3 separate regions of the Mus musculus genome follow, and regions 2 and 3 are each linked to region 1. A link is a contact called in public HiCAR-type and promoter capture Hi-C data. All regions are on one chromosome and are shown on one strand. Each heading gives the region's core, a stretch centred on a gene start, on an enhancer-like site or on the middle of the called end of the contact. The rest is flanking DNA. Distances are from core to core; before and after follow the strand shown. Region 1 holds the start of 4930423B08Rik (a long non-coding RNA gene). Region 2 overlaps Arid5b (AT rich interactive domain 5B (MRF1-like)). Region 3 holds the start of Zfp365 (zinc finger protein 365).

Region 1 (3,827 bases), core at 1,239-3,738:
CATGCACTCTTCTGGTGTGTCTGAAGACAGCTACAGTGTACTTAGATATAATAATAAATTAATCTTAAAAAAAAAAAAGAGATGTTTGATCAAGAATTTTAAGATGAAACATTGAATTCACCGCTATGTCTTTTGAGTGGAATATGAAATGCATATTGCATGGTTGTATTTACTCTCCGTTCTTCTATGATGTTAACGATTTCTTACAAAAGGCCGTGGCCACTAATTTTTTTTTTTTGTTTTGTTTTGTTTTTTTTTTTGTTTTTTTTTGTTTTTTTTTTTTTGTTTTTGTTTTTGTTTTTCGAGACAGGCTTTCTCTGTATAGCCATGGCTGTCCTGGAACTCAAAAATTCACCTGCCTCTGCTTCCCACGTACTGGGATTAAAGGCGTGTACCACCACGCCCGGCCCGTGGTCACTTCTGAGTCCAAAGTTAAGTTATACCTGGACAGAAACAGAACATTTCCTGTTCTACTATCTCAAAACCAGAAAGAATCTTCTGTGTTTGTTAAAGAAAGTTTGCAGAGGAATATAAAGGAAAAAAAGAAAGAAGAATAATTCTACCACCAAACCTGTTGATGGATATTTTATAGCAGATTCGATGACTACTATATAATAAATGTAAGTGTCCCAATAAAACACAAAACGATATATATATTAGAAAAGTGAGAGTTTGGTAGATGGCCATAGGTGCCTGTAGCTCTGAGTTCATTGGTGGCAGCAATGGGGTATGCTGATGTAATTTAATTTAACCAATTTTTAATTTCCTCTGCTAAGTATGTAAATGTTTTATTCTTAATTATATATGCGCACTATGTATTTATATTTTAAGAAATGTTTGTGTTTTAATTATGTGCGGGTATCTCTGTGTGGGTATGTGAATGTGAGCACAATATTCTGAAGGCCAGGAGAGGGCGTGGCTGAAGGCCAGGAGAGGGTGTGGCCCCTCTGGGGGGCTGGAGTTATAGGTCTTTTAAGATGATAGGTTTAAGTACACTGTAGCTGTCCTCAGATACTCCAGAAGAGGGCATCAGATTTCGTTATGGATGGTTGTGAGCCACCATGTGGTTGCTGGGATTTGAACTTGGGACCTTCGGAAGAGCAGTCAGTGCTCTTAACCACTGAGCCATCTCGCCAGCCCCGAGTTATAGGTCTTTGTGAGCCACTGGATGCTGGGACTTGAACTCAGGTCCTCTTCAAGAGCAGCCTGTGCTCTGCTCTTAACTGCTAAGCTGTCTCTCCAACCCTTGTATTTGAAATTTTTGAAACGGGATCTCATGCTGAAGTCCAGGAAGGCCCAGCACTCAAAATATAATTGCAATGCTGAGATGATAGGTGTAAGTCTCCAGCCTGGCTTTCTGTTTTATTTTTTTAAGAGTAGAGTAGACGCTTTGTGAGGAATGATGTCACGTCTCTTCATTGTACTCGAATAATCATGCACTACTTAATAACAGCAATTTCTCGCACTTGCGGCTAGTTTTGCTCTCTTGCGTGTTCCTTTGAGGGGAGCTGTAGTAGTCTCATCTGTGATGGAGAGTTTGGGGAAGGGAATTATTTTGTGGATTTTATTATTGTTTTTAAGGCTTTCATTCCATAACCCAGGCTAGGCTTGAAATTATGATCTTTCTGCTTCAGCTCCGTAAGAGTCCGGGGATTACTGGTTTGAGTGGCCACACCTGCCTAAGAATGACATCTTAGCTGTGGTTTTCCTGTGGGCTAACAATGACTTTATATATCCAGCCATCCATTCATCCTTAAATAGTCACCATTGGTGACCCAGCACACCCCTTGGGGCTGTTCTGCTAGCTTTAACAGAAAACAAGATAAATAAAACATTTTATTCCACCCCACAGCTTTCGTCGTCTGGTTACCCTGGCAACAGACTTGGAGTCTGCACTGTCAGATAACACACAGTCCACACTTGCAACCTGGACAGGACCTGGAGATAGCTCAGCGAAAGGTGTTGCCTGAGTGTAAGCTACCCAAGAGGTTTCCATTATTCCTTGAAACCAGTCATGTCTCCACAAACAAGGTTTCCACCCCAGAAAGCTGAGGCTCCAGGGCTTAAATGAATAGCATCCCGCAAGGGGTATGAAAGACAATCTAAATGTTATAAGGAGAAATGTCACGTTTTCATTAACTTTTATGTATAGATTTAATCCCTCTCTTATTAGGGTTATGTTTAAATCATGCTAGGATTATTGGCAGCACAGTGTAAATGTATCTGTCTTATGAATGAACACACATGTTGAGTGTCGTGGAGCGCTCAGAGTTTACCAATCCTGTCCTGCATCTTTGCTGAGCCACACATAATGCCCTGCGACAGGCTTACCGGGCCAGCTTTCCAAAGCCAGTGAGGTCTGTTTGGATCTGATGACTGAGAAGAGAATTGCTCATGATTTATGATGATAACATTTGAGGCAGGTGAGCGGACCCTCCACGACGGCCTGATACACCTTGTTGAGGGTTGGCTAATTGCTGCAAGGCATGATGGGAAATACCTCACAATGGGCGTGTCTTCCTTTTTTTTTTTTTTTTTTTTCTGTAGTCATAGCACTGGGCCATAAAAAGACAGCTTAGTGACTGAATACAGATAGTCATCCAGGGACCAAGATGGCTGGCGATGCTTGTGGCTTCCGCAACTGGTCCAGGCTCTATCCAGAAGGTAACTGAAATCTCGGTGAGGTGGCACAGGCCTGTATGACTAGCAAGGCAGGAGCATAATGAATTCCAAGCCAACATGAGCTCTGTTTTCAAACAAACGATCTGAAGACAATAACACGCGAAGCTCAGAGAGGAGAAGACAGCTTAAACACGTGGTGGCCAGGTCTGTCTGAGTGTCTCACCTTCAGTTCCAGTCAAAGGTGTTGCAAGTAGCTTTTGCTACCCTGCCCAGGATCCGGGAATGGGCAGCGCTACCAGCCCCCACCCAGCTTCCCAGGAATCCACAGATAAAAGACACAGACACACAGTTGTTCAATTTCAATCTGCCTTTTGATACAATTGCTGGGCGATACTATCTCCCGCCAGGAAAAGCTTGCCCTCATCAATATTCTTATCTCCGCACTTCTCCACCTGCCCTCAGATTTAGTAGCTCAGTTACATCCTACTTAATCACTTCCGACTTCCCTGCCTGTGGGAGTGGTCACATACGGCTGCTCCACCCAAGATCTCACGGGGCTGGTCACCTTTTCTTCATCAGAAGCACCAGGAACTCTGGTCTCTCCTTGCCTCTCGGGACCTGGAAGTCCTGCCTATCTCTCCTGCCCAGTGATTGGCCCATGGCGTCTTTACTGAGAGACCAAGAACCAATTGGGGGAACAGGACCACCCATACACAAAGGTTCTGTTGCCAGAATATAACAGGTAACCCTGCTTGTTAGCAGGAAGCCGGAGAAGAGGGCTGGCTGCAGGCTGGCCGTGGAGAGGCCTTTGGATGCTTTTTTGGTTCACGGGGGAAATGACTTTCCAAGCCTCAGTTTGCCTGCTATTGAGAATTGGTTTGCTCCCTTTTTCACGACATCTGGTTACTATGCCATTTTACCCAAGACAGTAAACCTAACAGTAACATGGTGCCTGGCCTGGGGGCTTATTGTTTCTATGGAGAGTCAGTTTCTCACCTCAAGGGTTGATATATCAGATATCCTGCATCTCAGATATGTACATTATGATTCGCAACAGTAGCAACATTACAGTTATGAAATAGCAATGAAATAATTTAATGTTAGGGGGTTACCAAGACATGAGGACTGTATCAAAGGGTCTCAGCGTTAGGAAGACTGAGCTCCAATGTCTTAGAGGGTCCCAGGTGACCTCCAGGTTTCCCCTG
Region 2 (3,968 bases), core at 1,425-3,924, 1.2 Mb after region 1:
CCAGCGGAGCCAGCAATCTATGCAGTTTAACAAAGCCTCGCTCTATGCTGAGGGAATGGAAAGATGATTGTGTGGTTTAAAGGTCCTTTCTGCTCTTGCAGAGGACCTGAGTTCAGTTCCCAGCACCCATTACTGGCTAACAACCAACTCCAAAGGATCCCAATGGCACCTTCTGGCCTATGAGGGCACACACACACACACACACATATACACACTCACACACATAAACACACACATTTGTGGATTCGAGTCCCGACACAAGGTGGAACTTGAACCCACAACATACACACACACACACACACACACATATGCACACAAAAATAGTAAAGAATTTACTAAATCTCATATTAAGTGACAGGCACTGGTTTCAAAACTCAATACAGAGTTCTGCGAGTTCTATCACCGTACATCAAGCACCTACCATCTCTTTAAGAGTCTGCTGAGACAGACAATACGTGATGGGTACAAGAAACCCGAGAGAGTGTCTGTGGACAAAGGCACCCCCACACATCTGGAGAAGTGACCGAAGGATTGCAGGGTGGGTCAGGTCTACAACGACTACACCCTACTTTTTGACTGATTTCCAGAGATCTAAACTCAGGCCTCTGTGCTTATATGGCAAACCCCTTACAACCTGAACGATCTCCCCGGCTCTTGAAGCTGTGGAATGGAGGTGCTCTGTAAATTACCCAGAAGAACTCAGCAGTCACAGAGCTATCAATATTCTAGCTCCTCACCATGGTCTTCTGTTACCAGTTGGTCTGTCAAGCGTGGCTCCCCATACTTCATGTCTTACCAGGTCTCTCTCTGCATTTTAGAGCAAGGTTTACAAGAACCCTCAAACCTAGAACAAATTGTTCTATTGGTCCCAAAGAATGACAGCTCTCCCGTGGTTCTGGTTCGAGCCCCCGTGCCAAGTGTCAGTTCTCAATTAACTCTAGCCTCTGTGAGCTCCTAGAACACAGGCAGCCTAGATCTAGTTGTCTATACCTGGAGCTATGTGGCAAGGTGTGGCACCTAGAAGCTTTGTATTGTGTCCAGGCCCCGCCCCTACCCTCACTTCCCTGAGCCCAAAGCAATGCTTAAGAATGCCAAAAGAATGTTTTCAAATTGTTCCTTCTGTTGATCCCAAAGAATGAGAGCCTTCACATGGTTCTGGTTCAAGACCTGGGCCAGGAGTCAAATTCTAAATTTAATCGTGGCCTCTGTGAACGTTTCTTTGCTTTCCCTGCCACCATTTAAAGCTGTTCACTCTTCCCATCTGCAAGAGCAGCAGTCATGTCTGTCTTTCTGCCACACAAGCTTGTTATTCTACTGGGGGGCAGCGTGTCATATTTCCTATCATAATAGGAATTAAACAAAAGCCCTTTGAGCAAGAGCCCTGTGTGTAAACGCCTGTGCTCACAAATAGATGCGCATCAGAGGCCAGCAAATACCACCCCTCTATTTATTACTATTATTGCTGTTATTGTTATTATTATTATCTTTAAAAGAGAAGCAAGGCTCACTAGAGAATTCCTTTTGGAATTTTCTTTTTAGTGAGAGGACACAGAAGAAAGAGCATGTTCAGCTCGTACCACAGCACACACAGAAATAAGACAGCAGTCATGTTTGGCTAAAGAAGGCACAGCTGTTTAATTTTATAGTAGAGTTACTTTAAGGACTTTGTCAATTCAAAGACGAAAACCAAACAACTGTTGCTACAAAAACTGGAGTTGAGGCCAAGTCAAGATAAATCTGTTCCTAAAACCATCTTAGAATTACAGAACATTTGGGTTCATGCTGGGCGGGGAAGCAGCTCTATTTAAAAAGACTTGGAGGGCCGGTGCTTGGTGCTTTGGCTGGAAATCGGAGGACAGAGGCCTTGCTCTTTTGTGTCCCGGGCTCTGCAGTTTTGGATCCCTCAGCTCTTTTAGCCGCTCAGGGTTTGTTTTAATTCCAAGTTTGTTTGCTTTGGGGGGGGGGGGGGGACAGGCCCATACAGCAAGAAATTATCCAAAATCACAAAGCAGAGATTGGAAATACAATTTTAAAACCAAATTAAACACCAAATTGCATAATTGATTATTGAATTTGGAAGCTAGATTTTAGAAATCATCATTATTATTATTATTATTATTATTACTGTTAAACATGGAATGATGCAGCCTATTCCTTTCCTTGGTCTTATAAATTCCAACTTTCTCTATACTGCCTATTGTTAGAAACAAATGAACTGGCCCTTTTTGTATTTAGTGGTTTTTCTTCCATATTAGGGAGTTATTCAAGACATCTTTCCTCGGTTCCTGTAATTCCAAACCAGTTGGAGTATCAGCCTATTTTTGGTTATGAAGGAACTTTTAAAATGTGGGCATGATTTTTTTAACAGTTATAAAATTCGTTAAACTCAATTGACTACAAATTATAACAGCTATGGCCATAGATACAGTGACTCCGTTATGTTCCTGAAATACATTGTTCTAAACTTCCATATAAAGGCCCCACCAGCCTGACCTCACAGCACCTGACATCGTGAAGGAGGCCTACTAAATGTAAATTATGGTACATATAAAAACAGCCTAACGTTGTGGTTCACACTTGTGTCTCTCCCTCAGAGATCAGTGCCTTACCTGTATTTGAGTAAACTTTCTTGTTAGTTCCTGAGGTTTTTGTGGTCATCCCTGCGCATCACCCTGATATACCACAAGAGGGCAATAGAGAGTTTTCTAACAAAGCCAGAAATGGTTCTAATAACAAGCTATGTGTTTTAACTTGCTAAGGATTTTATTTCTTGGCCTTTCAATCGCCACACTTGAAGCCTCTGGGTATCCTGAACAGTAAATAATCCAAATAAATTTCTTCTGAGAGGAAATACAGAGATACCGGGGCAGACAAGGACTTTTACCCAAATAAGGAGTCTTTTTTGTGGTGACCCCATGTGTTAGATAACTGTCTACTGGCAGTTGGACATGAGTTTATAAGGTTGGAGGCCAAAATATGTATACCATGTGCTATAAAAGAGCTTGGGAGAAAGACAAAAACCTCTATGGCTATCACCAATATCCCAGGGGCACATAGTCAGGGTGTTTCACTGCAGGCTGAATCCATCACAAACATGTCATTTAAAATGATCACCTTCTAAGTATCCTGCAGTAAAATATCCATCTTGTGTTGTGTTGATCCTACTGTGATCTTGCTCATCCCTCAGCATAAAGCCTTAGGTGTTTTAGAGGCTCCTCTCGCTGCCTAACCTGGATTTATTTCCGTAGCCACCACTACCGCTCTCGTGTGTTAGGGTCATTTTAAAATAAAAGGAAGCAGTTCAGTCCAGGAGGGGCGTAGCTTTTGATTCGTTGCTAGCTACAGTTCTGCGCGGCCACTGTCAGAGAAACCAAAGCTGAGGAGTCAGAGGGAATGGACTCTCATTTCAGACCCTGTGATTGGTTACGTAGAAGGGCGAGATACTAGGCCGACCTGGTTTTAGATAGCCACTATCAGAACAATGTCCGACGGTCTTTTATTATATTTATTTTATATCGAGTGCATGTGCATGCACACACATGCACATGATGTGTTATGGGTATGAGGACGGAGATCAGAGAACAACTTTGTAGAATTTGGTTCTCTCCATAGACCTTGACATGGATGGGTTCCAGGAATCAAACTCCTGTCTCCAGGTGTGCACAACAAAGTCCCTGTTCTGTCGCCCTGTCTTCTTGCTGGTCCTTTCGATACTAAGGATGGTGATAAAGTCCTTGTCTCCTCTACAGTCCCCAGAACTGAAACCTGTTTCTTTCGTCCAAGTTCTCTGGACTTATTGGCAATGCGTTGTGTGAAACTGTGGGACCCGACGCAGCTGGACTGTGCCAGGAAGGTCATGTTCTTGCCTTGAAGGCTGACTGCATCTGACCCCTCTACTTACTTTCAAATGAGATCTCTTAAAAGGCAAACGCAGTTGGACTGCAAACTCATTCGGCAATTTGTGGTCA
Region 3 (3,842 bases), core at 534-3,033, 1.4 Mb after region 1:
AGCTTGTCGTATAAACTGAATGTAAATGTTTGTCACAGTGGGCATGGAATCACGTCCCAGAACAATCCAGGGAACAAGATGCCCTTGAGGTAAATGACGATCTGCCTTTTCTCCTGGAGTCCCTCCCATAGTCCCCCAAGACATTGTTCACAGTGGGTTCAGTATTCCAAAAAGGGGACCCAAAGGAGAGTAATACTGGGTGGTTAGGATGGAATACAGTCAGAAGGGCACAAGTCATGAGAGAGGATATAAAGTGGTTTTTGTTGTTGTTTTGTTTGTTTCAACTCTGTCATTGTTTTTTCTTTGATTGTGGATATGTTAATACAACATTTTGTGTATTGAAGTAGCCAGAACTACATATGCATCCAGGAAAACCCAACATGCCTTACTCCCTTGTGGCTCTGGTTGTAGGTGTTGGCTTTGTTTTAAAGTCACCGACCCTCAGCTCATTGTGAAGTAGCCATGGCTTTTCACTGACATCTGTCACACTGGCCTACTTAGAGGTGAGCTTTAAAAAGGTATTCTTAAGGAAGAGTTATTCTTTTTCTTTTGCACCTGAAAAGATTTCCCTCCTTTACTTTCATCTAAAATCATTCTTTATCGAATCATTCTGTCACGATGCAATTTAATATGGAAATTGTATTGATAAATGTAAAATATGGTTTAATGAAGAATGTGATAATATTTATGCCATTGTTAGAAAAAAATGGCCCTAGGAAGTCTTCGCGCTTCACCTGAAGTGGAGACATTTCGGGACCAAGCAAGGCAAACAAGTTGCCTCAGTGTTGGGAGAGGGCTGAGTTCTAGACGTTGGGTCCCTTGACTCTCCCAGGTCATACTTAGCATCCTGCCCCAAAGGTAGTCAGAATTAGCTTCCTGCTGTTCAAGATGATGGGTGCACCCTGACTCTTGGTTGTGTGCAATGCACACTCAGACCAAACTTTTTTTTTCAGCTTAATAAACAGTTGGAATAAACGTGCTCAATTTAGAGAGTGACCTAAGATAGTGACCGCAAGAAGCATAACATTTTCTGAGAGAGCAAGCCTCTGCGCAGCTGCCAACCCCCGTTTTGTAGGAGTCACTCTCTGGTACTGCTTTCCTGAATTTTACAGGCGTGCACCTGTCATCAAAGTCTTAGTATGAATATCAGTGAAAGAACGTTGACGACAGCCCAGCAGCTGATTCGAGCAGTGTAGGTCCTTTGCAAGAGCAGTATGTGCTCTGAACTGCTAAGCCATCTCTCCAGCCCCTTAAAAGCAGGTTTAACAAAATAACACACACACACACACACACACACACACACACACACACACACACACACACACACACACACACACACACACACATCCCGAAATTTCAATTAGGAAATGAGATTTCTCAGAAGCTAAATCTTTCCTCCACTGAGAGACTAGTGTTGGGGGCATCCTCTCAGTGAGGAGGCCTCAGGGTTTGGCATTTATGTTTCTTAACTTCTACACTTTTATTATCTTTAGTTTTGTTTAACTTAGTCCCAGGACACTACTACCTTCCACGGCTGGAGTAAGCTGGTCCTGTGCCCCCCCCCCCCCCCCGCCAGGTTGCCTGGATGAAGTTCTAATATAAATAAATATCAGAGCCTTCCTGCTGGCAGCTCTTTCCAGGGGCTAGCCAGCTAGGCTCCATCTTCACGCCCACTTTCGCCGCCCCTGCAACTGGGAGCACTTGCCTGGGCCTGTAGCAAGACTAGGCTGGGCAAGACTGGCACGTGTCCCCGCCTCCCTCCCCAGGGACCATCCTGCATCCCTCCCCGTGATGTCAGCGGAATCCTGAGCTGGAGTGAAGGGAAAGGCCCAGGATCTCCCGCTAGAGGGGCCCCGATGGGGTGGACCCAGGGGTGGCTGCCCGGGGCCGGAGCACCAGCCTCGCGTCCCCGGGCGCCGCCCCCGTGTCCCGCCCGCGCCACGCTCCGCCCCGGTCGCCGCTCGTCCCGCGTGGGAGCCGACCCGGCTCAGCCTGATTTACGGCTCTGCTGAAAACCGCTCGCACGGCTCCCGCAGCATCAGCACCGGCGGCTGCAGCGGCAGCAACAAGTCCGGTAAGTGGGCTCGGCTGGAGCCGTGCGCCCGCGCCCCCTGCTCCGCCGACACGCGGGGAGGTGGTCCCGGATGCGCAGCATCCTGGGGAGTCGGGACCGTTGGCTTCCCCACAGCCACTTGCACGAACTCGCGTGAGCACGAATCCACGCAGTCACCAGCGGGAGCGGGGGCTAGGAAAGCCGGGACCCCCACGCAGGTGCTGCCCAGCCTGCCCAGCTCTGCACAGGAAATCGAAACCCTTTTTGCTAACCTGTGCCCTAGGTTTCCGCTGGGCGGATGAAAGCCTTTTGCTGGGGGTGGGTGGTATATCTCGTCTCCCCCATCCAAACATCCCCCCCCCCACTGCTGCTATAGAATCCTCTCTTCTTATCCCTGCACTCCATTGCAAGCATCTTCAGCCCTAGGCTGGGCCAGGGTTTGCATCCTATTGACCAACCCAGCGCAGCACAGGAAGGTTCTCCTTTGCTGGGGTCCAGAGACTTTAGTAACCTGGAAAATGTGCCTGCCTGGCGGATCAGGCACCATTTCTATCTCAGCATCTGGAGGCAGATAAGGGTGTAACACAGACACTTCACTCTAAGATGCACCCTAAGATCCGGGCTCCTTCCCTGTGGGACCCAGTGCTCCTTGTTGCCATTCTTGGAGGAAATAAGTACCACGACCCTTGCAAAATTGGGTTGTAAGAGTCATCTGTTGCTAGGGCAAAGGGGATAAAGATGCAGAGGCAACAAGAACTTCCTGTTTATGGAGGAGTTATGCTGACGCCCACCTGGTTCCAACACTCTAGAAGTTGTCGCGCTAAAAACAGCATCAGAGGCAAGGCGCATCCACCCAGAACATTCTATTAGCTTAGGATCTTGGCCACGGCCCTGTTTATATCAAATAATACCGGACACTTCGGGTTTCCAAATTTCAAAAGATCGTTATTGTTATGTTAACGCTTTGATGTATGTCATCATACCAGTAACTAAAAATATTAACGGCATGAACAAACCAAGATGACAAGCAGACGCGTGTCACTAAACCTGATGAATCAAGTTCAATCCCCAGGACACACATGATGGAAGGAGAGAACCCATTCACACAAGTTTTCCCCAGCCTACACACACACAGACAGAGTCACTCACAGAGTAAATAAGGAATGCTATTTATTAAAAAAAAAATCTAAAAAAACATTTGGTTGAAGAATATTCAGCTCTTGATGTGTTTAAAGCCACTGTGCTTAGTTTGATCCATCCTTCACAGACTTGAAAAGAGACTGCCAATGGACTCACAATTTATGTGCGACCCGTGTCTATGTAGCATGCCAAATTCAGGAGGGCAATAAACTTGAGTTCTGTCTCTGGACCACTCTCCTTCCTCTCCGGGGCTTTATTATTTCACCTCCTCTCTCTAGCTTTTCATCTGCATATGAGCGTTAGCCACCTTTGCTAAGCTAGGCTGTTGCTGGATTAGAAATTCAGGCCCTAGCATCTGTATCCCACCCTGCAGAAATACCATACAGTAGAAGCATCAGATGATACAGAAGAGAGTAGATGTAGCTGCCTTTGACAAAGGGGTTTAGGTTTCAATTTCCACATAAAAATCAACATTAAATATTATATATGAAATAGTTGCTTTAACCCAAGAAGGCTGAGCTGATGTAGTCACTATGGAAATTAGCCTGGAGGTTTTTCAGGAGACTGAAAATAGAAATATCATATGACCCAGCTATACCACTCCTGGGCATATCCCCAAAGGACTCTATATTCTATTACGGAGATACTT

Evidence for each region. Promoter capture Hi-C pulls out the DNA fragments that hold promoters and counts their contacts. HiCAR-type assays count read pairs that join an accessible place to other places.
Region 2: a HiCAR-type map of astrocytes shows a contact between it and region 1, with 2.7 times the contacts expected there. The contact joins the enhancer-like site here to the promoter of 4930423B08Rik in region 1. A contact is called at or near these places in 2 of 15 datasets of contacts at CTCF or cohesin (large pre-B cells and pro-B cells), 11 of 484 Hi-C or Micro-C datasets (the N1E-115 cell line, cardiomyocytes, cochlea and 7 more), 3 of 115 datasets of contacts at active chromatin or transcription factors (astrocytes and embryonic stem cells) and 1 of 9 other capture datasets (embryonic stem cells).
Region 3: a promoter capture Hi-C map of embryonic stem cells shows a contact between it and region 1, with 2.6 times the contacts expected there. The contact joins the promoter of Zfp365 here to the promoter of 4930423B08Rik in region 1. A contact is called at or near these places in 2 of 39 promoter capture datasets (embryonic stem cells and pre-B cells).

What each region holds. Positions count from the first base shown.
Region 1 is chr10:69,326,922-69,330,748 of GRCm38.p6, reverse strand. 4930423B08Rik (a long non-coding RNA gene) reads left to right here and starts at 2,488. Exons shown (of 2, transcript XR_380547.3): 1 at 2,488-2,664.
Region 2 is chr10:68,145,752-68,149,719 of GRCm38.p6, reverse strand. All of the region lies in intron 4 of Arid5b (AT rich interactive domain 5B (MRF1-like)), which reads left to right. Among named protein-coding and RNA genes, the nearest start is that of Gm51770, 3.4 kb to the left of the region's middle. Within about 2 kb of position 2,674, at least 34 of the 459 cell types and tissues checked have an H3K27ac peak or open chromatin away from gene starts, as enhancers often do. A contact at or near this core is called in astrocytes and uterus, where this site is marked.
Region 3 is chr10:67,910,603-67,914,444 of GRCm38.p6, reverse strand. Zfp365 (zinc finger protein 365) reads left to right here and starts at 1,783. Exons shown (of 5, transcript NM_178679.2): 1 at 1,783-2,074.